6 separate regions of the Mus musculus genome follow, and regions 2, 3, 4, 5 and 6 are each linked to region 1. A link is a contact called in public HiCAR-type, HiChIP or PLAC-seq and promoter capture Hi-C data. All regions are on one chromosome and are shown on one strand. The core of a region is the stretch at or near the end of the contact, and the rest is flanking DNA. Distances in the headings are between cores, read along the strand shown. Region 1 holds the start of Nell1 (NEL-like 1). Region 2 holds the start of Fancf (Fanconi anemia, complementation group F). Region 3 holds the start of Slc17a6 (solute carrier family 17 (sodium-dependent inorganic phosphate cotransporter), member 6). Region 4 holds the start of Ano5 (anoctamin 5). Region 5 has its middle 140 kb from the start of Gm33015. Region 6 has its middle 220 kb from the start of Gm33015.

Evidence for each region. Promoter capture Hi-C pulls out the DNA fragments that hold promoters and counts their contacts. HiCAR-type assays count read pairs that join an accessible place to other places. HiChIP or PLAC-seq counts read pairs in DNA pulled down with a chosen protein or histone mark.
Region 2: a HiCAR-type map of astrocytes shows a contact between it and region 1, with 6 times the contacts expected there. The contact joins the promoter of Fancf here to the promoter of Nell1 in region 1. A contact is called at or near these places in 2 of 39 promoter capture datasets (cranial neural crest and second pharyngeal arch cranial neural crest) and 1 of 115 datasets of contacts at active chromatin or transcription factors (astrocytes).
Region 3: a contact with region 1 is called in a promoter capture Hi-C map of embryonic stem cells, with 5 times the contacts expected there. The contact joins the promoter of Slc17a6 here to the promoter of Nell1 in region 1. A contact is called at or near these places in 11 of 39 promoter capture datasets (the 3T3-L1 cell line, the C10 cell line, cranial neural crest and 6 more), 2 of 484 Hi-C or Micro-C datasets (both in embryonic stem cells), 4 of 115 datasets of contacts at active chromatin or transcription factors (astrocytes, embryonic forebrain, embryonic stem cells and 1 more) and 1 of 9 other capture datasets (adipose tissue).
Region 4: a promoter capture Hi-C map of liver shows a contact between it and region 1, with 6 times the contacts expected there. The contact joins the promoter of Ano5 here to the promoter of Nell1 in region 1. A contact is called at or near these places in 7 of 39 promoter capture datasets (cranial neural crest, embryonic stem cells, hippocampal neurons and 4 more), 2 of 115 datasets of contacts at active chromatin or transcription factors (embryonic forebrain and stem cell-derived neural progenitor cells) and 1 of 9 other capture datasets (embryonic stem cells).
Region 5: a promoter capture Hi-C map of second pharyngeal arch cranial neural crest shows a contact between it and region 1, with 8 times the contacts expected there. The contact joins the enhancer-like site here to the promoter of Nell1 in region 1. A contact is called at or near these places in 5 of 39 promoter capture datasets (the 3T3-L1 cell line, the HPC-7 cell line, cranial neural crest and 2 more), 1 of 484 Hi-C or Micro-C datasets (embryonic fibroblasts), 2 of 115 datasets of contacts at active chromatin or transcription factors (embryonic forebrain and embryonic stem cells) and 1 of 9 other capture datasets (embryonic stem cells).
Region 6: an H3K27ac HiChIP or PLAC-seq map of VIP interneurons shows a contact between it and region 1, with 21 times the contacts expected there. The contact joins the enhancer-like site here to the promoter of Nell1 in region 1. A contact is called at or near these places in 8 of 39 promoter capture datasets (the 3T3-L1 cell line, cranial neural crest, embryonic stem cells and 4 more), 1 of 484 Hi-C or Micro-C datasets (cortical neurons), 3 of 115 datasets of contacts at active chromatin or transcription factors (SST interneurons, VIP interneurons and stem cell-derived neural progenitor cells) and 1 of 9 other capture datasets (embryonic stem cells).

Annotation. Positions count from the first base shown.
Region 1 is chr7:49,973,368-49,977,392 of GRCm38.p6, forward strand. It overlaps Nell1 (NEL-like 1), which reads left to right and starts at 1,983. Exons shown (of 20, transcript NM_001037906.2): 1 at 1,983-2,076. The coding sequence starts at 2,022.
Region 2 is chr7:51,860,415-51,864,439 of GRCm38.p6, forward strand. Fancf (Fanconi anemia, complementation group F) reads right to left here and starts at 1,853. Exons shown (of 1, transcript NM_001115087.1): 1 at 163-1,853. The coding sequence starts at 1,840. The coding sequence ends at 809. It also overlaps a transcript of Gas2 not described here.
Region 3 is chr7:51,619,969-51,623,993 of GRCm38.p6, forward strand. It overlaps Slc17a6 (solute carrier family 17 (sodium-dependent inorganic phosphate cotransporter), member 6), which reads left to right and starts at 1,862. Exons shown (of 12, transcript NM_080853.3): 1 at 1,862-2,752. The coding sequence starts at 2,667. Gm33136 (a long non-coding RNA gene) reads right to left here. Exons shown (of 4, transcript XR_003946771.1): 1 at 2,779-4,025; 2 at 2,140-2,266.
Region 4 is chr7:51,509,096-51,513,120 of GRCm38.p6, forward strand. Ano5 (anoctamin 5) reads left to right here and starts at 1,934. Exons shown (of 22, transcript NM_177694.6): 1 at 1,934-2,155. The coding sequence starts at 2,140. It overlaps Gm33190 (a long non-coding RNA gene), which reads right to left and starts at 1,891. Exons shown (of 5, transcript XR_001778128.2): 1 at 1,822-1,891; 2 at 759-927.
Region 5 is chr7:51,298,383-51,302,407 of GRCm38.p6, forward strand. No RefSeq gene overlaps it. Among named protein-coding and RNA genes, the nearest start is that of Gm33015, 140 kb to the right of the region's middle. Within about 2 kb of position 1,974, at least 16 of the 459 cell types and tissues checked have an H3K27ac peak or open chromatin away from gene starts, as enhancers often do. A contact at or near this core is called in second pharyngeal arch cranial neural crest, where this site is marked.
Region 6 is chr7:51,220,067-51,224,091 of GRCm38.p6, forward strand. No RefSeq gene overlaps it. Among named protein-coding and RNA genes, the nearest start is that of Gm33015, 220 kb to the right of the region's middle. Within about 2 kb of position 1,910, at least 4 of the 459 cell types and tissues checked have an H3K27ac peak or open chromatin away from gene starts, as enhancers often do. A contact at or near this core is called in VIP interneurons, where this site is marked.

The DNA of each region.
Region 1 (4,025 bases), core at 733-3,232:
TGAGAATTTTGGAGAGTAAAGGGCTATGGAGACAGATTAGTTGGTAGACTGCTTGCCCAGGATGCACAAGGAAGCAGGTCCCATCCCCAGCACTACATAAACTAGGTGGCCCAGACATATAACCCTAGCATTTAGGAGATGAAGGGACAGGAGGTTCAAGGTTCAAGGCTAGCTCCAGATACATAACAAAGAAAATATTTGGGAGCTGAAATAAAGTTCAGTTGACACAAGGATCCAGGACACATGTCACAATAGATTGTAATTTCAGCAGCAGTGCATCCAACATTGTCTTCTATCTTCCAGGGGCACACACACACACACACACACACACACACACACACACTCTTAAAAGCTGGAGAGTTAAGCCTTGACATCCACTCTGTAATGGCCCAGTTCAGCTGCATTGCAGTGGGTACTTCTCAGGCTGATTTATCTTTCATGATTTCTTTCTTCACCTGCCGGGGAAGGTACGAACGGGGAGCAAATGGGCAAGGGGGTGTATACAGAATGTCCTGAAAAATAGGATCAAGGTCAGAGGACCATGTAGGTTAAGACCTTTCCTCTTCATAAACTGTGCAACTAAATTGGTGACCCCCCACTGGACTCCTGGGGTCAAAGGTATGTGAAGTAAAGGCCCTGGGAGCACAGAGGATGGGCAAATGCCAGAGAGAAACCCTGGAAAGAAAGCAGAGCTCTTTTGTTGAACTCTTTCCCCCCCCCCCCCTCTGGGATCTGGGAGGTTGTTATGAGTTTAAGTATCTCAGAGTAGTATTGGATGTTGGGGGAAGCTGGAGCCATAGATGGAGCCACAGGACAAGCTGGGGTGCGGGAGGCTTCGAGTCACATGGCATGAACATGTAAGCTGGAGGTACTGACCTTTCAGGTTCTGTGACTGCATCATCTCTAGATAGACTGAAGCACACAGTACAGGGACCCTAGCGGGGCGGCCCCAGTAGCAGAGGGTACACTAGACAGGAGAGACTCCTCTGCTTGTCCACTGGTCGCCAGCAAAGCCCAGCTTTTCTCTCTACAGAATGGTGTTCCAGTAGGGGTTTCCAAAGAAAGGAGAGAGAGAGAGAGAGAGAGAGAGAGAGAGAGAGAGAGAGAGAGAGAGAGAGAGACCGAGACCTAAACAGCGGGTTTTGGAGAAAACCATCCAGAAAGTCACACAACAGCCAAAAAAAAAAAAAAAAAAAAAAAAAAAAGGTTTAGAAGGTTTAGAACTTCCCCTATGTGGCAGCATTTGGCCTGTAGAACGAAGCTAGCAAACACTTCTTAAATTCGAGCCATAGATTGCTCTAAGCTCAGGGACTCCCACCTCAACACCCTCAACCAGCACTCTTAAAAGCTAGTATCCAGTCACAAGAGCCTTTGGCTGGGACTAGACAGCAAGTACAGGTGGCGGTTGGGGACTCAGGCATCATCCGTCCCCTGCCCCCTCCTCCGCCCCCACCTGCTCCTCCCCACCCACTTGCTGGAGCGAATCGGTAGTAGTTATTTCCCAAGGAGGTGCTGGGAGCACTTCTCGACACCGCCTAGGTCTGGTTCCCCTAGGGAACAAAACCCACGCACGCAGGCTGGGCGGCTTCGGACCCGGCCTGGATGAACTGTTGCAACTTGGGCAGCCCGCAGCGCGGCGCAGTGGCAGAGGCGGGGGCGTGAAGCCGTGAGGCGCGGGTAGCCGGGATCCTTGCATCTCCGGAGTCCAGGAGGCGAGCGGAATCCGCACAGACTCCCAGGGCAACCTGCGGGAGTGGCGGAGCCCCGCGCTCCCGCCCTAGCTCAGGGGGAGCGCAGCTGCAGCAGGGTTTAGGGCCCCAGCCCCGTGCCACCGCCACCCGCGGTGGAGGGTGGGCTGGGGGCGGGGCAGTCGGGGTTGCTTTCCCGGGCGCCGCCGAGCCACCTCCCCTGCCGCCCGCTAGTAAGTTTGGCCGCTTCGAGCCCACAGAGCCGCGGCTTTCTGAAGCATTGGTTTCTTGCTGGCGTTGGTGCGCCCTGCTTGGCGGGGGGCCTCCGGAGCGATGCCGATGGATGTGATTTTAGTTTTGTGGTTCTGTGTGTGCACCGCCAGGACAGGTAAGCAAGGCTGGGCATTAAGCGGGATTTGGGGGAAGGTGGTGGTGATGATAGTGCTGCTCCCGACTGCTGTAACCCGGGATTACTCTGTCTAGGAGAGACTCGGAACCTATCTCTGACGGGCTAGAGAAGGGCAGCAGAGTGCTTGGGTTCTGATTGCCCAGCACAGCTCGGGGTAAAAGCGCTAGAAAAGATGCCCGGGCGAGTGTTCTCTTCCCCGGGGACGCAGCAGCGGGCATTCAGTATGCGGGGTGCGGCCGGGTGGTCGCAGCCTTGTGTGGCTAGCAAGCAGCTTCCCGGTTCTAAGGAGTCAGAACCCGCTGCAGCGTGGCCAGAGATCCTACATCCTTGAACTTGCAGGGTGCGGTGGCCAAGGGTGTCCCCGAGCCGCGGGAGTTCCACCCGCAGAGGGAGCGCGTGCGGCAGGCAGGCGCGGCCAGAGCCGGGGGAGCCAGACGGCGCACGGGAGAGGGCTGCGAGGAAAGGGGGGACCCGCGAGCTCTTCCGTGGTTCCCACATGGCTCCCAGAGGGAACTCCAGGAGTGGTCTCCTGTCAGCTCCCTGCCCAAACAACTAAGCGAACAATTATTAGGAGGTAAATTGGACCAGTGGAGACGACAGAAGATTTTCTCAACCTCTAAACCGTGTTCCTCCTGCTGTCATCCAAGATTGTGGGGTGGGACCCGGGGCCAAGGAAACTGGCCTGATGACCAAGTCCCTATAGAATCTGCCTGCTGGAGGTGCGGTTGTGATGACCCTGAGGCGCACTCCACTCTTTCCTCTTCCACGGGGTTCCCTGACTCCGGGTCCCTGGGGTTCAAGAATGTAGCCTACTTCACCAAGCTTGCAGTAGTTGTCAGGAGGCAGGGGCGGGGTTAGGAAGGGTAGGAAGCAGATCAACAAGGCAGACAGGGGAAGAGATAGTTCTTGGTAGCCAGACATCAGATTCATTGCCCACAGACTTCGGATCCCTAGAATGGACGCATAGGCATTCCCTGTCCCCATGTCGGCGGCCCTCCAGTACCTTCATTCCCCACTCTAGAGGTTCAGTCTCCTTCCCAAGCCAGACAGCTGGTTTACGTTTAGAGGACTGAGGAACACACCCCTTCTTTAGTCGACTTAAAAAGTTCCCATCCCTTATGCCCCAGACTCCCCACTTTGGCAGGCAGTTAGGGGTCTGTGAGCTTCTAGCCTCCCCTCCCTTACTTCCCAGGACCGAAGTGGACTAAGGTTTTCCTTTGCCTAATCCCAGTGAGACGGGGAAACCTTTCTCTAGGGACAAAAGAACCTGAGTGTCTTTCCGGAACTCCCTTCGCAGCCAATAGACCCAAGGCTAAGTGGCGCTTACTACAGTTGCTCCTTGCAATTAGAACTAGTTCCAGGAAGATGAGGACATGGCCTACTAGTGCTGGGCTACCGGTGGGGAGGAGGAGAGTGTTGCTGGGGACATCCTACAGGGAAAGGGAAGATAGGGAGAAGACAGATGGCGAAGGAGCAGCCTGATGACCATTCCATATCATTCCAGATTAGGACCCAAGTGCTTACATCCTTTGTTTTCATTACTCTTTTGAAGAGTTGCCAAAAACTGCTCATGAGCTTCAGGCTGAGTTTCCACTATACTTCAGTTTCTGACGTGAGGTCTTCCCCCCTCCCTACAATCCTAGCTCCCTTTTACATCTTGAACAGTGGGTGGCTTATTAGGTGCCACACACACACACACACACACACACACACACACACAGAGAGAGAGAGAGAGAGAGAGAGAGAGAGAGAGAGAGAGAGCGCACGGGAGAGAGAGACAGACAGACAGAGACACACACACACACACACACACACACACACACACACACACAGAGAGAGAGAGCGCACAGGAGAGAGAGAGAGAGACAGACAGAGACAGACAGACAGAGAGAGAGAGAGAGAGAGCGAGCACGGGAGAGAGAGACAGA
Region 2 (4,025 bases), core at 603-3,102, 1.9 Mb after region 1:
GGTCTCGATTCTCTTAACTTACTAGATCCCTTCATCATATAACCCAAAGGGGTATGTTTACACTTACTGTGCTCTAAACACTTAAGTGGGTACTCAAGAAATGCTTTAAACTATTTGCTGTTATTTTGAATTTCAGAGTAGTGACTTGTACAAAGAACAAAATTTTCTGAGCAATGCAATTTTAATGCACACATAGGTTGGTAAACAGGTAAAAGAAAGCAAGTTTAGGGCTCTAACTCTAGCCCAGTCAGCTTTGAAGTTAACATGATGCTACCACATGTTGCTGGTTGAATAAAACTTTGTACTACTGAAGAGTGTTAGGAACCAAGTAAATCATACAAAAGTACCCTTCTTGGAAAACGTAAAGCTGCCTTTTCTTTTTAGGGTGAATCTAGTTTTAGTATTCTTACAAATTAGCTTTATACGAAACAAGCTGAAAATTCGATGGCTTTAAGAATTCTTTCACGATTAATGATGTAGCTCAGTGGTGAACACTAACATAGGCAGGGTCCTGGGTCCATTACCAGAACAAAAACAATCTCTATATAATACATATTATATAATATATAAATTTATAGATATTGTGCATATTATATATATTTATATTATGAACCATTTAAAATTGGCCCCTGAATAATTAGGTTTTGGGAGCATGTATATAGGGAATTGGGGAGAACACTGACAATTTGTAAACTGCATAGTCAAGAAGTAGCAGGATGCTGTGCATAGAGGCTTTGGTGAGAAGTATGCTTGTTATTCCCTCTATGGGACAGGGTCTGTCCAGATGCCCAGCCTGGGAACTGAGAATCTACTCTAGCACGATCCCACACTCAAGCACCACCAGGAGGTCTGTCCAGATGCTCATCCCAGGAACCTCGAAATCTCCATCCAAGGCTTTGCGGGACCTTAGGGTCACCAGCACCTCTTCCTGCAGAAATGGCTGGGCATGGCACAAGCTCTGCAGCCTTAGGCACAGCTCTTCCCAGGGCATGTCCTCCATCTGTGTAGGGACCCAGGCACCCTTTTGCAGATCATAGTGCAGCCGCGTGGCCCACGTTGTGAGCAGGTCCAGGTAGGCGCGAGACAGTGCGTGGTGGCAGCCCGCCACGGAGGCCAGGCGCTTGGCTGGCAGATGGCGGCAAAAAGCGGCCAATACCTCGGGACTTTCGAGAAGCCAGCGCAGTAGTTTCTGTGTCTCATCCGCACCCGCAGGGTCCGTGGCCTGGGCTGGCTCCGGGTCTTCCTCGCGTAGCAGCAGCGCTTCGGCAGTCACGTCGAGCACGTGCTCCCGCGGCCCGCGCGTCCACAACGTGTCCAGGAGTTTGCGCGCGGCCGCGGAGTCGGCCCCGCCCAGCTCGTGCAGGCGCGCGTCCAGCAGCTCCGCGTGCGTGCGCAGCAGCGCGCTCCTGGGCGCGTCCCCGCCGAGGCGGCACAGCAGGCGCAGCGCGCTTCCGCGGCGCGCCAGGAGGACCAGGCGCGACTGCGGCACGTCGTCTCGGTGGTCCGCGGCGGGGCCCGGGAACAGCAAGCTCGGCAGCGCGCGGGCGGCGGCGGGCGCGAGCGCGCGGTTCCGCAGCAGGCGGAGGGCGAGCCGCGCGTCCCCGGACTCCAGCGCCGCGAAGCTGCGCAGCCCGAGCGGCCCTCCCCGCGCGGGGAGCCGCCTCTCGAGCGCCTCCCGCACGCGGCCGCGGCCCGCGAAGCGTCGGTACACGTGGAGCAGATAACGCGCCCACTGCAGCGCCCTGCGCACCTTTTCGGCGTCCCACGTGCTCACCAGCGACCCACACGACACGGCCAACAGCTCGGAGAATCGCTCGGTTTGCTGCACAAGCGGCTCCATGGCGGCCGCTTCCGCCCTGACATCCCGAGGCGCGAGCCGATTGGACATGAGCGTGAGCGCCCGCCTCAGCGTGCTGTGCCATTGGACGACGGCCGTGTCAGTCTCGCACCATGGTTTCCGGGGCACATTGGCGCTGAAAATGAACTAGGGCAAAGTCCCAAGCTTTTACTCTGGGTCTGGGAGAGGACGCGTGAGTGCGAGTTTGAGCGCTAGGATTTTATGTGCTCTTTTGTTTTAAAAATGCCAGTGGTAGACATTTAGGCGCTTCCCCGAAAGGGGACCCATGTTCATCATTATTAGCAGTGCGGATGTGATCTGCTTGCGAACTCAAAGCTCTTAAATGGCCCGTTTCCCTGGTACTTGTGGAACCAGGACCCTCACACGCTGTGCTGTGAGTTCCCGGGCTTTTTTCCTTTTTCCTTATTTATATTGTTTACTGATTCTGAGGAAACCTATCACTGAATTGTGCAAGCAGCCTTTCAGTTTGCAGTCCTGCCTCGACTAACCTAGTGACTGGCAGCACTATCCTGAGGCTTACTAGCCATGCAATAAATGAAAGTTTAAGCTCAAAATTAATCTACACATTTATGCTAGACTCTGAATAGTTCTGGGCATTCTTATCAGAACATATAGTTAAGCCAGTTTTGTTTAGTTTTTAGCCATTAGCCCAGACTATAGTGTTTGGCCTTGTGATTTTATTTTAGTCTGTGTGATGGGTTTTAAAGTTTCAGGTGGTAGCTATTAGGAATTACAGAGGTCACTGGTTCATCCACTTACTAAATACTAAGTCACGTGATGTGATAGCCAGTGAAGGACAGGACTGGCGCAGTTGAGATAAATGTAGTTAAAGCTTCCCTGTCCCACAGGAAACACTAATGTTCCTTAGAGAGACTTCAACTTCATAATGCGGTAGACAAAAATAAGAGTCACTAGATCTTAGATGTTAGGGAAAGCCCCATTAAACCTTCCTTTCAACTGAATGCCCAAAGAATACACCTGGAAATGCTTCAAGGCCATGGGAACCGTTAATAAGTCTTAAGCCACCAGAGTGAAAACCAGATCTAATCCAGGGTGAGAAAGAAGTCCAAAACAGCTTCATTTCCAAGTGGCTGGGACAGTTCAGAGAAACTTCACCAGTGCTCACCTTTTCAAAACCAATATTATGTTAAATCTCAGTACCACAGTGAGTAATTATTTGTTTCACAGTAGCCATCTTTTATTAAGTAGCTATGCATCCCTCCGACAGTTTCCCATCAGAAGAATGCACTTTGGATTTCGAACCAGTTTTCCATTTAATTTGGAACAATCTATGTAGAGGCTGAAAGATGATAAACACTTTAATTTCAAGAAACCTATGCACTTGAGGCAGACATTGGGAGGATTCCCAACCCATGTAAGTGTAATTCAAATCAGATTTTGTGTAATTTTAAAGTGCCAGGTATGGTGATTTTAAAGACCAATTGGAAATGGATAGGAGAGCACTGAAAGGCTATATGGACTGATCTTTGATTTAGGCTGCACAAATACTTGCACCATCAGAGGATAGTGGAAAATCACGTGAGAGGAATCACACAAGTTAAAATGTCAGTGTAATATGTGAATACTGTATGCTGAGAATGCCAGGATCAACCTTCCACCTGCTGGTCACACTCTGCAAATCCCCAATATGTAGTAAATAAGAACAGAAAATGGAAGCCCAGTGTTAGCAAACTTTTATTAAAATAGCATTTCATTCAAACACAGGAATGAGCAACATAAACAACTAACATAAGATACTTTCACCAAGAGCTTCCCTCAGGACTCTAGAGAAGATGGAAGCCATATATGTGACATACTGGGGTAGGTTTTTGTTGCTGACTTTCAATATGTACTCTGTGGTGTTTTCAGTAAGATGTCCTCCATTGGCTTTGGTGTTTGAATACCCTAGTTGGTAACACTGTTTGAGAAGGTGTGGCCTTAGGTTAGGCTTCGAGAGCTTAGAACATCAACTACTTCCAGTTTCATCCTTTTCTGTTTCATGTTTGCAGGTGAGCATGCCAACTCTTAGCTTCCTTCCTCTGCTGCCTTGCCCAGCCCCTGCTGTGATGGACTCTTGCTCTCCTAGAACCCTCAACCGTAAGCATAAATAAAACCTGCTATAAGTTGCCTTGGTCATGATGTTTTATCATAGCATCAAAAAGTTAAC
Region 3 (4,025 bases), core at 612-3,111, 1.6 Mb after region 1:
CCAGTTTTACCTAAACTTCCAAAATCATTGATATTCCTAAGTGAATTCATTTCAGTGACTTGAATAGCTAAGGAAACCTGCATTTTAAAAAATGCCCTTTTATCACCCCCCCCCAAAGCTCCCCGTGGCTAAACCATCAACCAAAAAGTACATATTGGGGGGATCCATGGCTTCAGCTGGATATATAGCAGAGGATTGCCTTATCAGGCATCACTGAAAGGGGAGCCCCTTGGTCCTATGGAGGTTGGATGACCCAGGGTAGGGGAATGCTAGGGCTCTGAAGCAGGATTGGGGGGAAGCACCCTCATAGAGGTAGGGGGAGGGGCAAGGGCATAGGGGGGGTTGTGGAGAGGAAACTAGGAAGGGGGATAACATTTGAAATATAAATAAATAAAATAACCAATAAACAAATGCTCTTGTAAAACAAGTCCTAAGGAGCTGGAAATTTTGCAATGAAACAATTTGATGAGTTTTTTTTTTCCTTTGTACCCTATATTTTTTTCTTTTATACTCTATCTCCTATGGAAGTGCATTCAATTTTGTGGCATTCCAGGGATATTTTTGAAGATGGCTTCCTGGTTTTTAAAGTATATACGTAATATAATATATAACATTCACATAATGCATATGTCCCAAAATAACAGGAATGTAATCGTGGTATTCTTGCTCAACCATACTTCTTAATGAAATACAATTTTATAGGCTTTGGATTTGGATTTAACAATTGCAAAGGGTTTTAGCTATTTGTGATTTTTTTTCATCTCTCTATTTTAGGAAATTTTTTTCCACATATCATTTGAAATCGTCAGAGAACATTCTTATTTGACTCTGCACCGTACCTCTGGGATGTAATCCAATAGTCCCTATGTAAAACGCACTCCCCTGGTTGATTTAGCTAGCATCCAAGGTTTAACCTTGGGGATGTAGCTCAAGGACAGTCTGTTTCGTAAGCACTTGCCTGGACTGCATCTTAAGAGGGTTGTGGTCCATGCGAAATAACTCACATTAATTCAGCACAATTTAATTGTTTTGCTTAATGATATAGGTTCAATGGTATTATACACAACTAAGATGGAAAACCTTGTAGGACCATCTCTCAAAACCCAACAAGCAACAATGGCAAAAATAGCCTCCCTCTTAAGAAAAGGTGTCATAAGGAGGGAAAAATAAAATTTAAATAGAGTGTAAATATATTGAAATAAATTTTTAAAACATTATCAGTTACTCTTCGCTAACAAGCTTAGTTATAGGTACAAATTTTACCTGTAATTAGAAATAATTCAGTATTGTGTTGTGCATTAGTTAATTAAAGAAACTTAGAATTCCAAAGAATTCATTTCAGACTGCCTGTCCTTTATTCGGAAAGTGCACTAATGTTACAGCTGTCATTATCTCTCTGTCTCTCCTCCTTCTCTGTCCCACCTCTTTTTTTTTTTTTTTTTTTTTTGTCTCCTTCCATTTCTCTCTCTGCATCCTTTCTTGTTCGTCTTAGGGGTTGAATCAAATACACAAGCAATATTATTATGCATCTCATAAACATAAGCTTTATATCGGAGGGGAACCAGGTGTTCACCTGGATACCACACACCTAAAGTAGAAGCTTCTGCAGTGTTGCTTCTTCACCATGCTGTCAGAGCTAGTATGTACATGCTGGGCAACGGGTGGCCAAGCAGAGTAACTTGTCAGTGTTTAATAAAGCCCTCCTCCCTTGCAGAGCCAAATGCAGCTTTCCTCCTGAGAACTCTGCAGACGATGACATCTCCCTACTTGGTTTCCATAGCATCCGTTCCTGAAGAGCCCTAGAAAGGCCCTTGGTCAGGGCGATCCGCCCAGCTCCCCTAGGAAGTTGGCGAGCGGGTTAGCCAAAAGCAGCAGCCAAGGTTCCTTAGCTTCCTCTGTCCGTGGTCCTGAAATGCTAAACTGCGCCGCGCGCACTGACGGGAGCGGTCAGGTTTTATGGAAGGTCTCCCCCGGCGCTGCCTAAACCACAGCTGTGTGTCTGTTATTCACTCACGTTCGCAAAGATCAGCTAACATTCTCAGTCTTAATTCCACTCTGCCACTCTGCCGCAGAGCACAATTACGCCGGCGCGATGGGAGGAGACCATGTTAAGGCAGGAAGCTAACAGCAGCCGCTCACCTGAGGCCTAGGAAGCTCCCAAGGGTTCTGAGAGCTATGAGCTCTGATCAGCAAAGTCACCATTTTAGACAGTAGGGTTCTTTTGCTTTTTTCCTTACACAAGGGTTCGATGACGTTTCTGGTCAATCTGATTAAAAGACAGCGGATTTGATTGCGATAAGACTTCAAAACCGGGAATTTACGTTGTTTTTCGGTGAGGTGACTTCCAGAACAGGGACTCATCAGCACCCGCCCAAATACCACGGCACTGCGCGCGCCCTCGGCCACCGGATCCTCCCCTTCCAATGAGACTTTGTGACTGTGTGTACCAATTCTCCTATTAGGAAACCCGTGGGCTGCATGCAGCTATTCTGTTGTACTCTCTTTCTCGCCCTCCCTCCCCTCTCCAACTCACAGCCTTGCTGGAAAGCTCACCTCTGCTGAGAAGAAAAAGCTCTACCTTAACCAACTAAGACTATGCGCAGAATCCGTCTTTCATAGCCACAACAATTTAAATCTGGTAAGGCTGGACACCAGTCTTTACAAGAATGGAGTCGGTAAAACAAAGGATTTTGGCCCCGGGGAAAGAGGGGATAAAGAATTTTGCTGGAAAATCCCTCGGACAGATCTACAGGTAAGAGACTGCAACCCCATGCTTACCTGGGACTCATCTGGACAGAATCTGCAAAGCCATTTCTGAAAAGCTTGATTACTTAGAAAGATTGTAACATGGTGGGAAAGTCTTTTTGTTGCTCATTGCTGAAGCTAGGTTCCACTGGAAACCTGCTTATGAATGCAGGAATGTGACACTAAACGAACCTGTCGTGTGTGTGTGTGTGTGTGTGTGTGTGTGTGTGTGTGTGTGTGTGTGATTTTGTTTCATTACCTGGGGATTCTCATGTGCTCCAATTCAGTTCTTAATCCTCCTTTGCAATTCCAAAATGTTCGTTCAGCACCTGCTCATAAAGCCTGTCTTTGTTTTCTTATAGATTTCACAAATAAAATCCCTTTGATCCAAACAAGTGAATAACAAAAGCCAAAACCCTTTTTAAAAATAAACTTCAAAGACAAATGAAAGAAAAGGAATCTAGACCTTAGCTGCAAAAACATAGTGAAGAACTCTCCCATGGGAAATTCTGTATTGAATGAAACAGGATCAAAATATATCAATAATTGATCATTGATGTTTCTCTGTTGGATCTAAAACATTGTATATGTATTTTTTTTAATTTGTTTGCTATGTTTTAGGAGTCTGTATCTTGTGTGGGAAATTTCACAGTGATTTAAGAACCAGAATAGTAAACGCAAAATTACTTTAAAAGTAATAGAAAAAAATGTAAATGTTATCCTTCTTGTAATTGCTGCACTAAGCATACTGTGCTTTGCATGAATTCAGGTCCTGAAAGATGTATTACATCTTTTATTAATACTACTTTTTGCCAATGATACAAGCAAAATCAATGAGACAGCAAACACGGTAGGAAGATAGATTTTTAAAGAAACATTCATTTTCACATTTGGAAACTGAAGTCTTGGCTATCCATGAGAGTTGTAAACAAGATGGCCAATGTACATCTCTTTTTTTCCAGCTGCTTGGTTCTGGTGGGCTTCAGTATACACCATCACGCTCCTCTGCGGCAAAGGATGCCGCAGCAAGCACCCTGCAGTCCTGCAGCTGCTTAGAGGCTACTGTGGGGTGGGGAACTCAGGTGCACAGTTCAACTTTACAAATTCAGGTGTATAAAGTCAAGTAAAAAATGATCAAATTGGTTAAATGCCTTCCTTGAAGGAAAAAGAAAATCACTGCCTTGTTCCTAGTGCTTGGGTTATATGTCTGTGATAAACACACACAATGCACAGCCACACTTTAATGACCTAATCTGCAGTAGAATTTGAGAGAATTTGGA
Region 4 (4,025 bases), core at 684-3,183, 1.5 Mb after region 1:
TTGTCAGAAAGAGATAACTGAAGCTTGTAAAGGATGTTAGTGAAGAAGAACTAAACTGTGCTGTCACAATTTTGATCACAGGCAAGCACATCCATTGCTCACCTTATGAACATCCACTCTTCAAATACAATTTCAAAATACATCAAGAGAATTGTTCTGCAGTCTTGAATCACTTGGTCACATGGTGTTGCAAGAAATTCAGTAGGGAAAAAAAAAATCCTGACAGAGTAGAAAAGCAGTGACCCAGGCTGCTAGAATCTCTAAGAGGTGATTCTTGGTTTCAGAAAGTCCTCGAGAAGCAGAGACACACACAGCACCCATGCCACCAAGACGCGCCAAGTTTTCTTTTGTCATCTGTTCCTTAATTTTCAAAATGCCTTAACAGAGTCACGACCCCTGTACTCCCTAAGTGCTCGGCTCAGGTGTCCAAGCACCCCATCTTCAGTCTATCACCCAACAATTACCCCTTCAGTAATTCTTATTTCCTAGTTACTGTGGGGTTGCCCGGCCCAATTCAGAGCAATCTGTTTGCTGGGGATTCCTCTTCTTTGTTTAAGTTAAGAGGCAGAGTGAGGCTCAAGGTGATGTGGGCTATTTCTAGCATTCTTCCCAGCACACTCATGGAGTGCTCCCCGCAAACCCTAGAAGGTACTATTCTCATCGAGTGTAAAAGATGTTTTCTTACTCATTCACAATTATAGAATATTTCCATTTCCACTATCGCATGCATCATGAGTTCATATGTAACTAGCCCATACCTTTCAACTTTGAAGAAACGGAGACTGACTCGTAATTTTGGCCACGGTGTCTGACCTCTCCACGGTAGACATGCCCCTGACTCTCCATCCAGGAAGTGTCCATTAAAGAACCTCAAGACAAGCCAAGAGTCTTCTGAAACCCTGGAGAAGACCCACGTCACGCTCAGGCCTTAAAGGGAGAGAGATGCCTTAAGGGAAGTGGATTTTATTTTTACCCGACAGAAAATAACCCCCAACTGGGAAAAGGGTTTTGTCTTAGATAGCTTCACTTTGAGTGGAGGGCGAGACAATCCTGGGCAACCAGACTTATTAGTAGGCTGAGGCTGCCTACCAGAGAGGATGTGAGGGAAAGGGTTGGAGATGGTATACTGTGAGTACCTGCCTTGAGTGGGTGGACCGGTTGAAACGGGAAGCTCTAAGCCTGTTAAGTATGGAGCTGTGGAGTCAAGAAGGAAGGGAGCCTGGGGACGCCCAGGAACCCCCCGAAGATGTAGCTGTGGTGAGGCCCCCTGAGGAGGCCCCAAGGAGGGTAGAGGGGCCTGAAGTCTCCCCGGATGTGCACCAGTTAAGTGTCCCAGAAGGGGCAAGAAGGGTGGTGAGACCTAGAGTCTCTAGGTATGTGGAGATTGTGGAAGTTTCTGAGGAGGAACAGGTGGAAAACCCGAGGGAGAGAAGAGAAACGGAGACAATACTGCAAGTTGTGGAGTCTGAAACTGGGGAGGAATCTGGGCTGTCCGGAGAGATCAGTGAGAAGGGCAGAGGGCCAGAAAGGCCCAAGAAGAAACGGAAACTTCGCCAACACAACCTGGAGGAGCACCTGGGCTGGCAGCAGGATCAAGGAAAGGATTCAAGCCAGCTTAGCCAGGACCAGGAGCACCACTTAGAGCCCTACACGGAGGGGACAGAGCAGCACTATCACTCAAGGGCAGTGAAGCGCAAGAGCTTAACTGCCAATCTGCTGGACCGCTCCAAGAGTCAGGCCAAGTACCACCTGGAGAGGAAATCCAGTCAGCGGAACCGCCAGGAGTCTTCGGCTCAGGGCGCCTCGTCCTTGGCTCCTCACCCGTCCAAGGCAACTCGCCAGGTCATGGCGCCTCCCGGGTCTCAGGAATTTCGCTCGTCTCTAGCTCCTCCCTCTTCTCAGGCTCCTGGGCTGTCCCCAGTGTCTCCAGTGCCTCTGGTGCTCCAGATGCCTCTGGAGTCGCAGCAATCGGACAGCTTAAAGAATGAGAGCTCCAGCTGGATTGCGGAGGCGGAGCTGAAAACCAGGAGGCAGACGATCCGCTTCAGCCTCCGCCCCAAGTCATCCCGCCGCCTGTCACAGAGGTCCTTCAATGCCTTCAACGAGCTGGCAAAGCTAGGTGACCCCGACCTGCTGGAGATGGTGGAGCAGGAAGGTAAGGCTGGCGCTGAGCGGGCGCGCGAACCTTCTTCGCATGGGGTTTCTGCGGGGACGTTGGCAGCTGTAGGTTTCTGTCCCGGGAACGTTCTTAGTGTCGTGAGCCCCGCGCTGCGCCATGCCTGCCAGGCAGGTAATGGGAGACATTCTGCGCCCCGCGATGTCCCCTGATGCATCTGTGCTCCAAGGACCTACAACCTGTGACTTCCTAGGATCCGGACATCTGTCTCAGACCCCGAGTAATTGGCCTGGTGTGGGTCCCTGGCTCAGGAATTCTGCTCCTGAAATGTGGCTTTTTCCAAAGATAGCCTGCACAGGTGGCGATCCTCCAGTTAGGGGCTGGCCCTGAGTTCTTCCTGTCAGCTTCTGCCCCCAAGTGTTGGGCTTCATGGATTGGGCCACCATCATGCTGCATATGCATCATGTCTTCCCTTTTAAAAACAGCTTTTTATTGAGACATATCTGCATCCCGTGAAAGTCAGCAGCTAAGTGCAAAATGATTGGATTCTATGTATTTACAAAGTTTTGTGACCATCTCAACAGGGTCATTTTATGTCATCTTCCTCGTGTCAGTTAATCATCCTCTATGTAGCCATTCTCCACTTCTAGGCACAGGCACTTGTACTGCTTGCCTCTGTAGATTTCCTTAGCTCAGATACTCAAGGAAGTAGAGCCAAAAAGTTCGTGCTCTCAGACAAAACTGGCTTCTGTCTTGGCATGTTCTAAACTTCAGTCATGTGCAGCACCATTCCTTGTATTTGACATATAGTATTCCCTTGTGGAGGAAGCCGCACGCATCCATTTGCCAAACGCTGAACATATAACAGATTTCCTGACTTATACTAATACAAACTACACAGCAATAAGCATTCATTTGAAAGTTATTGTTTAAGCATTGGTTTTCACTTTTCTGTCACAGAAGGTCTGTGGAACACATAGTCACTCTGCATTGAATACTTTGGAAAGTGACCTCACTGTGTTCTAAGTGTTGCCCAGTTTTTGATCCCACCAGTGGCTTCTATTTCTTCTTTGAAGGAAAAATATAAAACAAAAATGCATATGATGTGATATTTTCTGGGTAATAAAGAATATTTCATTGCATCCACATGGAGATGAAATATTGCAGTTTTTAGGCATTTGCATCTCAATTAAATTTAGCCTCAAGGTGGGCCTACTTACTAGAAGCTATTTAGTTACTAACCCTTTGTCATGAGGACATGTGTAGCTTCTGTCTCCCCAGGAATCGCAGAACATTCCTGAAACTAATTGCTTTTCATGGCAAATGCCATTGTGATGTATGCTTGCTCATGTAATCACTGCTATTCCTCTGATGTGGATGTCAGTGGGAGAAATTTATATTGATGGGAAGACTGGTGTCTGCATCCTATCCCCATCTCTGGACCTGAAAGCATGACACTCCAGAAAGCAGGTAGTTGGCACCAGAGATCCCTGAACAACTTTTGTTTTTCTAGGTATAAAATTACAATGCCCCCTGATTTGCTGTATTGGTCTGCCTGCCCATTTGTGATAGTCATTTTTCTATTGTTACAAAGAGACACCACAACCATGATAATTTATACAAAAAAAAAAAATGTTTATTGGGGCTTAGAGTTCTGGGAGGTTAGAGTCCACGGCCTTCAGAGCAGGAAACACATTAGTAAACATGACACTGGAGCAGGACCTGAGACCTTACATTATGATCCACAGGCATAAGGCAGAGAGAGAGGGAGGAAGAAGGAGAGAACTAAATAGAAATGGTGTGGTCCTTTGAAACCTCAGAGCTCAGGCCCATTGACATATGTCTTCTAACAAGGCCACATGTCTTAATCCTTCCCAACCAGTTCCACCGAACTTTCGACCAAGTATTC
Region 5 (4,025 bases), core at 724-3,223, 1.3 Mb after region 1:
TCATGGTACTCTGGTTTTCATTTGCTAGCATGGGATATCTAGTTGAAGTTCTGTCCACTGTTATAGGGTGTCTCCATTTAACCTGTTCTTGTTTATGGATATTTTAGAAAGATACTACAGTAATAGTTTCCATAGAGTCTCAGCCATGAGGGAAAATTAAATTAAAAATACTTCAAGATAGTATTTTACCTCATTCAGAATGGCCTAAATGAAAAATAAAACAAATGAACAAGAGACAAATGATAGCAGATGCTACCATGGTTATGAGTGGGGTAAGGAGAGTCCCTATTCACTGTGGTTAGGAGTGCAAACTGGTGCAGTCACTGTGGAAATCATTGCGGAGGTTTCTCACAAAGCTAGAAATGGATTCACAGCAACATCAAGCTGTATCACCTTGGGCATATACCCAAAGGATTATCTTACTATAGAGATACTGCTTATCTATCTACATCCATTGCTGCTCTCCTCACACTATCCAGGAAGAGGAGACAGCCTAGATGTCCATCAACTAACAAATGGGTAATAAAAATGTGGTGCTTTACACGATGGAATATTATTTATTTATTACAAAAATGGAATTATAAAATCCAAAGCTAAGCATACAGAACCACAAAGAGTCATCCTAAATGAGGTAACTCAGACTCAGAAAGACCAAAATAGATGTTTTCTTTCCTTTGTGGATATCAGCTTTGATGTGTGTTTTATTTGGAATACCCATAGAAATTAGGGAGTTAGTAAGCGGTTATGGGAGGGGAGGGACTCTTTCAAATGATGGGACGTAGAATACAGAGATAGTTAGGCAGAGAAAGAAATAATGGAACAGGAAGGATAGGGGATGGGAGGTCAGGGAAGTGTAAAGAGGGACAACAAACACTGAAAGCTTTTTGATAAAGATCATTTGAGTTTTGCATTGATTCATCTCTCTACCTTAGACTGAGAGGAGTGGGAAGGAACAGGCAGCTTAGACCTGAAGGGAATGAGTGTAAATGTGATTCCCAGACAGTGCACACTATCAATGGTCAATGCCAAAGGCAAGCTTGGTTAATTTCCCCAATGCCCCGGATGAGAAATCACACTACGACATCAAGGAGCAGATATTGTTGAAAGCCAGGATGGTGTGTGCAGAATATAGTAAATTAGGCTGAATTATTCAAAATCACACGTGTATGTGTCTATGTGTGTGTGTGTGTGTGTGTGTGTGTGTGTGTGAGAGAGAGAGAGAGAGAGAGAGAGAGAGAGAGAGACGACGGAGAGGGGGGAGAGAGAGAGAGAAATGGAATTGATAACTAACACTTGATCTCATGTGTAGCCACATCAGGTTCAAGCCTGTGAGCATACGTTCAGTATCTAAATGAAGGAAATGTTTCCTAGAAGCATTTGAATCGCCTCCCCCCACAAAAAAGCTCTCCTAATATGACAGAAAGTGCCCAAGGCTAGCGATGAAGAGACTGGATTTCAATTTCTGCTTCAGTTTTCACTTAAGATGAATTCTTGGACAAGAATCTTTGGTGCTCATCAGTGTTATCTAGTCACCTTGGAGTTGTACATCCATCCTGCTTTGATGGCTTAACATAAGGTTTGTGTGAAAAAAAAAAAAACAACAACATCATCAAAGAAATTAAAAAGCAGAATTCTGAGCTATGCAAGCGGAAGTTAAGTGCTCTAAGCAACAGAAGGCATTACTTCTAGATAGACTAGATCAGAGGGGCCTTTTCTCTGTGGGCACAAGGCAGGAGTTAGACAATGCTCAGTTCTGTTAAATACTCTCAAGTATTGTCAAGTGCTTTTAGAATTCTTGCTTCGGTGTTGAGTCTTTATTATGAACGTGCTCTTAATTCTTCTGTGAGTGACTAAAGTCAGAAGTGGGGCCATTTGATTGGTGTTTATCTAATGCTGGGCAGCCTAGAATAGGGAACTGTCAGCTGGGTAGTGCCTCTGCTGGGAACCACCTGGCCTGACCTCCTGCAGCCCAGCTGTTCTGCTCATTTTATAGTCATACTGAGGATATTCTAGCAGCTGCAGAGCACCAGGAACACGTTCCAAACACGACAGCTGGCTCTGCAGCATCATAAGCAAGAAAACCTCCATGAACTCTAGATGACCCTGATTAACATGTGACTATCTTCCCACCTCCAGATGAGGAACACTTGCCCTGGTGGCCCAGCAGAGGGCCTGTGATTGGTGAAAAAAAGGCATGTGCTGTGATTGGTGAAAACTTTGCCAGAGCCTGCATCTCACTCCCCCGGCATCAGAAGTAGGCTGTTCAGCTCACTTTTCAAGTCAGCTCGAAGATTGCCTCCCAATACACTACCCCACAATGTTACAATGGTTGGATCAAGGACATCTCTTTTCCTGGGGTCTTGGCTTCTCTAGTTTGGATCTTTATCATTGGAAGATGGTTAGACTGATAACACGAAGAAAAAAATAGCAGAATTGGCAGCTAAGCAGTGTTTGTAGAAATTATTTAATCCTGTTCCAGGGATTCTACCCCACCTTTGACCATTTAGTTCATGGATAAAAAAACACACACACAACCTTTATATTTACAATAAGCTGTAAACAGTATAAAAGCTGGGCAGCTGCTTACCCGCCGCTGTGCTATTGGAATCTGCTTTCCTATAGATAATCCTAAATTATTACTTATTATGTTTCATCTGGGCTGCTCTTAACTCCAATTGAGCAGCCCTCAGGGTTCTCTTGACTCCTAACCTGTGGCCACTTCTCCTTCCTCCTTTTAACCCCTGGTGGCTTCGCTCTCCTCCATTCACCTACTTCTCCTCATGGTCTCCTCTGATCCCAAGCCCCCCAAACCTAAACCCCACCAATGTCTCTTCTGCCCTGCTATAGGCTGTTGGCATCTTTATTTACCAATCAAAAATAATTTGGGGACAAGGTCAAACTGTGAACTCTCTCTTCTCTGGGACAACCAGGTTCTGAAGGCCCTCACTTAGCACTGCAATAGACAACAAAAGACCAAACCTCAACAGAACAGTGTCTGTGGCAATAGCATCAGGAAAGCAGAGAATTGGGCTGAAGAGATGGCTCAGAAGTTATGAGCACTTGCTCTAGAATCACAATGACTGGAGTTTGGGTCCCAGCACCCAGGTGCTTTATTTGTATTCTCCAGGGAGCAGAAACAACAGAGTCCACGGGACTTGTGGCCTACAGCCTACAGGGAAAGATTGTCTCAACAGACTAAGTGAACAATGATAAAAGATCACCAGACACCTCTTCTGGGCTCTGCATACACTCCTAGGTTTACATGAACTCTCTCTCTCTCTCTCTCTCTCTCTCTCTCTCTCTCTCTCTCTCTTTCTCTCTCTCTCTCTTTCTCTCTCTCGCACATGCATGCACAAACAGACTTAAATTTAAAAAAAAAAGTTAAGGGTCATAAGAACAGGAATCCTGCTGTAAGATTGTATCTCATAGAAATGTCAAGGACCTTAACAAGGACAACATCAGTAGACATGCTAACGTGGAAGGAGATCTCGTGTAGCACCAACACTAGACAAAGAACTGTAGGCAACTTTTCATTTTCATTACTATCATTATCATTATTATTTAATCATTTTTACAGTCCAGTCGTTATCTCTCTCCCAGTATGCTTTCTGACTGTTCCTCATCCCATACCTCACCCCCCACCCTGCCTCCAAGAGGATGTCCCCACCCCTGCCATCCCACCCCAGTAGACCTCCCCTCTCCCTGGGGCCTCAAGTCTCTTGAGGGTTAGGTGCATCTTCTCTCACTGAGGCCAGACCAGGCAGTCCTCTACTGTATATGTGTCAGGGGCCTCATATCAGCTGGTGTATGATGCCTGGTTGGTCGCTCAGTGTCTGAGATACCTGGGGGGGGGGGGGGTCTAGGTTAGTTGAGACTAAGGGTTTGCCTTTCTCCTCAGCTTCTTCCAGCTTTTCCCTAATTCAACCAGAGGGCTCCTGGGCTTCTGTCCATTAATTAAGTGTAAGTATCTGCAACTGACTCTTTCAGCTGCTTATTGAGTCTCTCAGAGGACACCTATGCTAGTG
Region 6 (4,025 bases), core at 660-3,159, 1.2 Mb after region 1:
GAAATGAGGACCACACCAGAGAGACAGATGTATCCATGAGCCAAAGGTTAATTTAGATGCAGGTAGCAGTTAGCATGTATTCTAACTTAAGCATATACCAGGACCCACAAATATCTAGCTTCGCCTTTAAATGTCCTATAGAGAGTCATTAGCTTGAGATGTGTATATTAAAAAAAAACAGCAATTTAGGAATTAATAGTATCTGCTCAGAAACTGATCTAGTCGATTGAGCTCTACCTAAGTAGCACTGCACTTTCCAAGGCTATATGCTAGGTTGTTTTTCATGAACTTTCTGTGTGAGGCAGGATAATCCTAGGAAAGAGGGAGTTATCCAACATATTTCACTCTGTGTGACTCTAGGCCTGGGACAAGGAGTCCTCCATTCTGAATGTAGAGTATTCTCCTCTCCTGTCACTTCTCCTCTCCTACCATCTTCTCTTTTCTCTTCTTCTCTCCTCTCTCCTCTCCTCTCCTCTCCTCTCCTCTCCTCTCCTCTCCTCTCCTCTCCTCTCCGTTTTCCTCCTCTCCTTTCACTTTCCTTCTTTTCCCTTGTCTCCCCTGCCCTTCAACAACCTCTTATTTCTTGCCTCATCCCTCTCCCCTCGGTTTTATTACTTAAAATCAAATACCCCCTAAAGCCCATTGGGGCAAACCCTGGAGCTTGTCTACATCTAGAAGAAACACAAAGAGAGGTGTTCTCTGCTGCTCAACTGCAGCAGATGGAATGTCCCTGACACATTGTCTCAGTAGGACAGGTCACATATACCAGATTGAGAGTTGTCCTCTTTTCCTTACTGAGGAAGTACTTCCTAACTACTCACTTGGTTTACTGGTTATGACTAGTTTCTTAACATGAATGCATGACATGAGCTGAGTAAAATCTTGACAGCTTCAGTGCAGTCTGTGCTCACAGTATCTTAATCTATCTTTAGTCCCCAAAAGATCACTTCAAGTCCTGAGTATCAGTTTCCCCCTCCAAAAACAGCAATAGTATTTACCTCCAACGAGGGTTGTAGAAAGGATTTCACACATCAGTGATGCTTTGTCATTTAAAATTCTGTTATTGGCCATCAAGCTAGATGATATTAGTATATTTGATTGACATGTGTTTGCACTATATAATGATTAATCTTTGGCTTCCAAAATCCTCATTTCTACACATTTCCTAGAGCATCATACTGTTGATAGTTAAAAACTTTCTGTTTCCGAGTCTGATCTCGGTAAAGGATTTAGGGCAACTCCGTTTAACCTGGCAATGAGATTAAGACCAGACTCTTCCATACTGGTCTTCAGCCTTGTCAATGTCCCCACTTTTCTCTGTTAATTCTGTCCGGCTGGCCTGGACTAATATCACAAGGCATTTAGCTGTGTTAATTAAAAATACCAGCCAAGCAAGATGCTTAAGAATGTCACTGCCAAAGGCAGCCTCCAGTTTTAAACAGCCAGATTGATTTAAGGGCTTCTAACCAACTGCTCCATAAATCTCATGACCAACAGCTCACTGCTACCACCAGCAAATGTAGGTTGAAAGTAGAGCGGTCTGCAGGATTCCAGCAATGTGAAGGAGCTGCAGGAAGGGACATCGAGCTGAGGCTCCCCATCCTTAGAGCAGGAAAAGTGTGTCTGAGCACCATGGAGAAGCACAAAGAGAAAGCTAGAACATCAACCAGGAGCTCGGTATAGAATGAGAAGCTGTGTTAAAATCAGATGAGTGGTCAGTGGAGAAAATAGACCATAAAATGTCTGAGACCAGGGTAGTTGCTAGAAACACAGCAACGAGGATACTTCCTAACACTCAGGGTATTTATTTCATGTGAATTATCAGAGAAGAAGCAGATGATGGGACTCTGCCATGATGACCCTTTTTAGGAACCCACAGAGCAGCTGGCAAGTAAGCACAGTGCCCTGAGGTCCAGATGGTGGACCATGGAGAGAGAATTGGCCATGACCAGGCACAGCCTGAGGCCTCAAGAAGCAGATGGTAAATCTGCAGTTCCAAATTATTTGTTCCTCACAGACCTCATGCCTCAATTGTGAGACAGGAGAGCATAACTGAGTCCATTTCTCCCCCCAAACACCCAGTGCCATAAATGGGTCAGAAACATGGCAGAGCTGAACTGGTTTACATAGGATCTTCATTTCTTAAGGTCCTGGAGATGGGACCCAGGGCTTTATGTATGCTGGGTAATCATTAGCACACTAATACACCAGTCATTTCTTTTGTTTTTGAGTTTATTTATTTGTTTGTTTTAAAGTATGATCTCAGTAAGTTGCCCAAATAAAGAACACTTTACTTTGTCAACTGGAGATGAAAGCATTGCCTTAGGAAGATATAACACATCAGAACTGGTCAGACATCAGAGGCACTTGGGACACTTAATGATCATTTAGATTCATGGGTATCAGTACCACTTACAAAATGAGTAGCTTCGAGTAGTCCCTAGGTGACTACACTTTATTTGGGAGGAACAAGGGTGGTTCTGATGTTCACCTGAATGGGCAGTGTGGTACTGACAGACTTCTATCTTTTTACAGCATCCTGGAAGGAGAGTGTGCATTGAAGAGAGCTTCCCATACAGTGGTCCTGGCCTTTGATGTGCAGACTATGCTATTTGGGTAATCTAGTTCATTTTTAAATGATATTTTTATTTATTTTTCATTTCTCATGTTTATATAGTATATTTTTATCATATCCAGCTGTCACTACCTTTCTCAAACTTTTCCTAGTGCCTCTTACTCAGTCTCCTTCTTAGCTTCATATCCTCTTATGTAATCAATGATGCCCTGAGTTCGATTACTGCTGCCCATATCTTCAAGCCATCTACTGCATGGACAACCTACCCATAGCCAAGTCCCCAAAATGTTAGAGACTCTCTCTTCCACCCCAAGCACCCATCACTGACAACAGAAATCTCCTATAGGTGGAGACATAGAAGACCTTCACATCTATGCTAGAAATTTGAGTGGTTTGATCTTGCACAGATAACCACAACTGCTCTGATTCACAGTGCCCAACAGAGTCCTCAGGTGAATACTGAGTATAATGATGACCCTCATACAGATTTGACATCAAGATTATGAGTTGAAATTGAAAAAGGTTTACACATGCTGAAACCTTAACGCAGTGTGGCACCTAAAAGACAAGCAAGATTATCATTTGCTGGTAAACCGGCTGGCCTTTTGTGTTTCTGAGCACAGTGAAAATAAAAATATGCTGGAGAAATACAAGTCACTGGGAATGGCATAATGTAACCCTGGAAAGAATGAAAGCCTTTTCTCTCTTCCAGTAAACCTGATTTACCCTATGATATTCTGCCTCTTCATTTCTTCATTTGTCTTCATAAACTGTGATGTGAGACAAATCAATGGTAATATGATTTTTATGTAACAATCTGCCCGTGGTTTTTAAATCTTTAAGCTTTTGGTAGTTTTTGTTGTTGTTGTTTTTATTGTTGTTGTTGTAAGTGAAGGCATTAGCAATTTACATTTATTTCACTGTTGTGACGACATAGTTGACAAAAGTAGCCTAAGGAAGAAAGGGTTCGTTCTGGATCACATTTGGAGGGCATTACCCATCACCAGGACAGTATGAGGCAAGAGCATGAAGTGGATGCTCACCCTGGACCCATAGTCAGGAAGCAGAGAAAGATGAATGCTGGCACTCAGATCATCTCTTCTCCTCTCCTTTTATTTAGTTCTGTCCCCAGGCCATTGGACAATGTTACCCACTTCCAGATGACTCTCCCCTCCTCAGTTAATCCTCTCTGTAAACACCCCTCATAGACATGTCTGAAGATGAGCCTCCTAGGTGATTTCAAATCCAAGCAAATGAACAATCAAGATTGACCATAACATATAGCCTGTGATGCCTAAAGTGCTGTGTTTTAAAAGACAGTTGAATTGCCCAAATGTTATTGTGTCTGTTGGGAATCAGCAGGTCTCTAATGTTCATACTGAGACCCTGGTGTTGGTCCTAAAACCTCATTTTAACAAACCAGTGGACAAGGCTTTGACTGCTTGCTCAG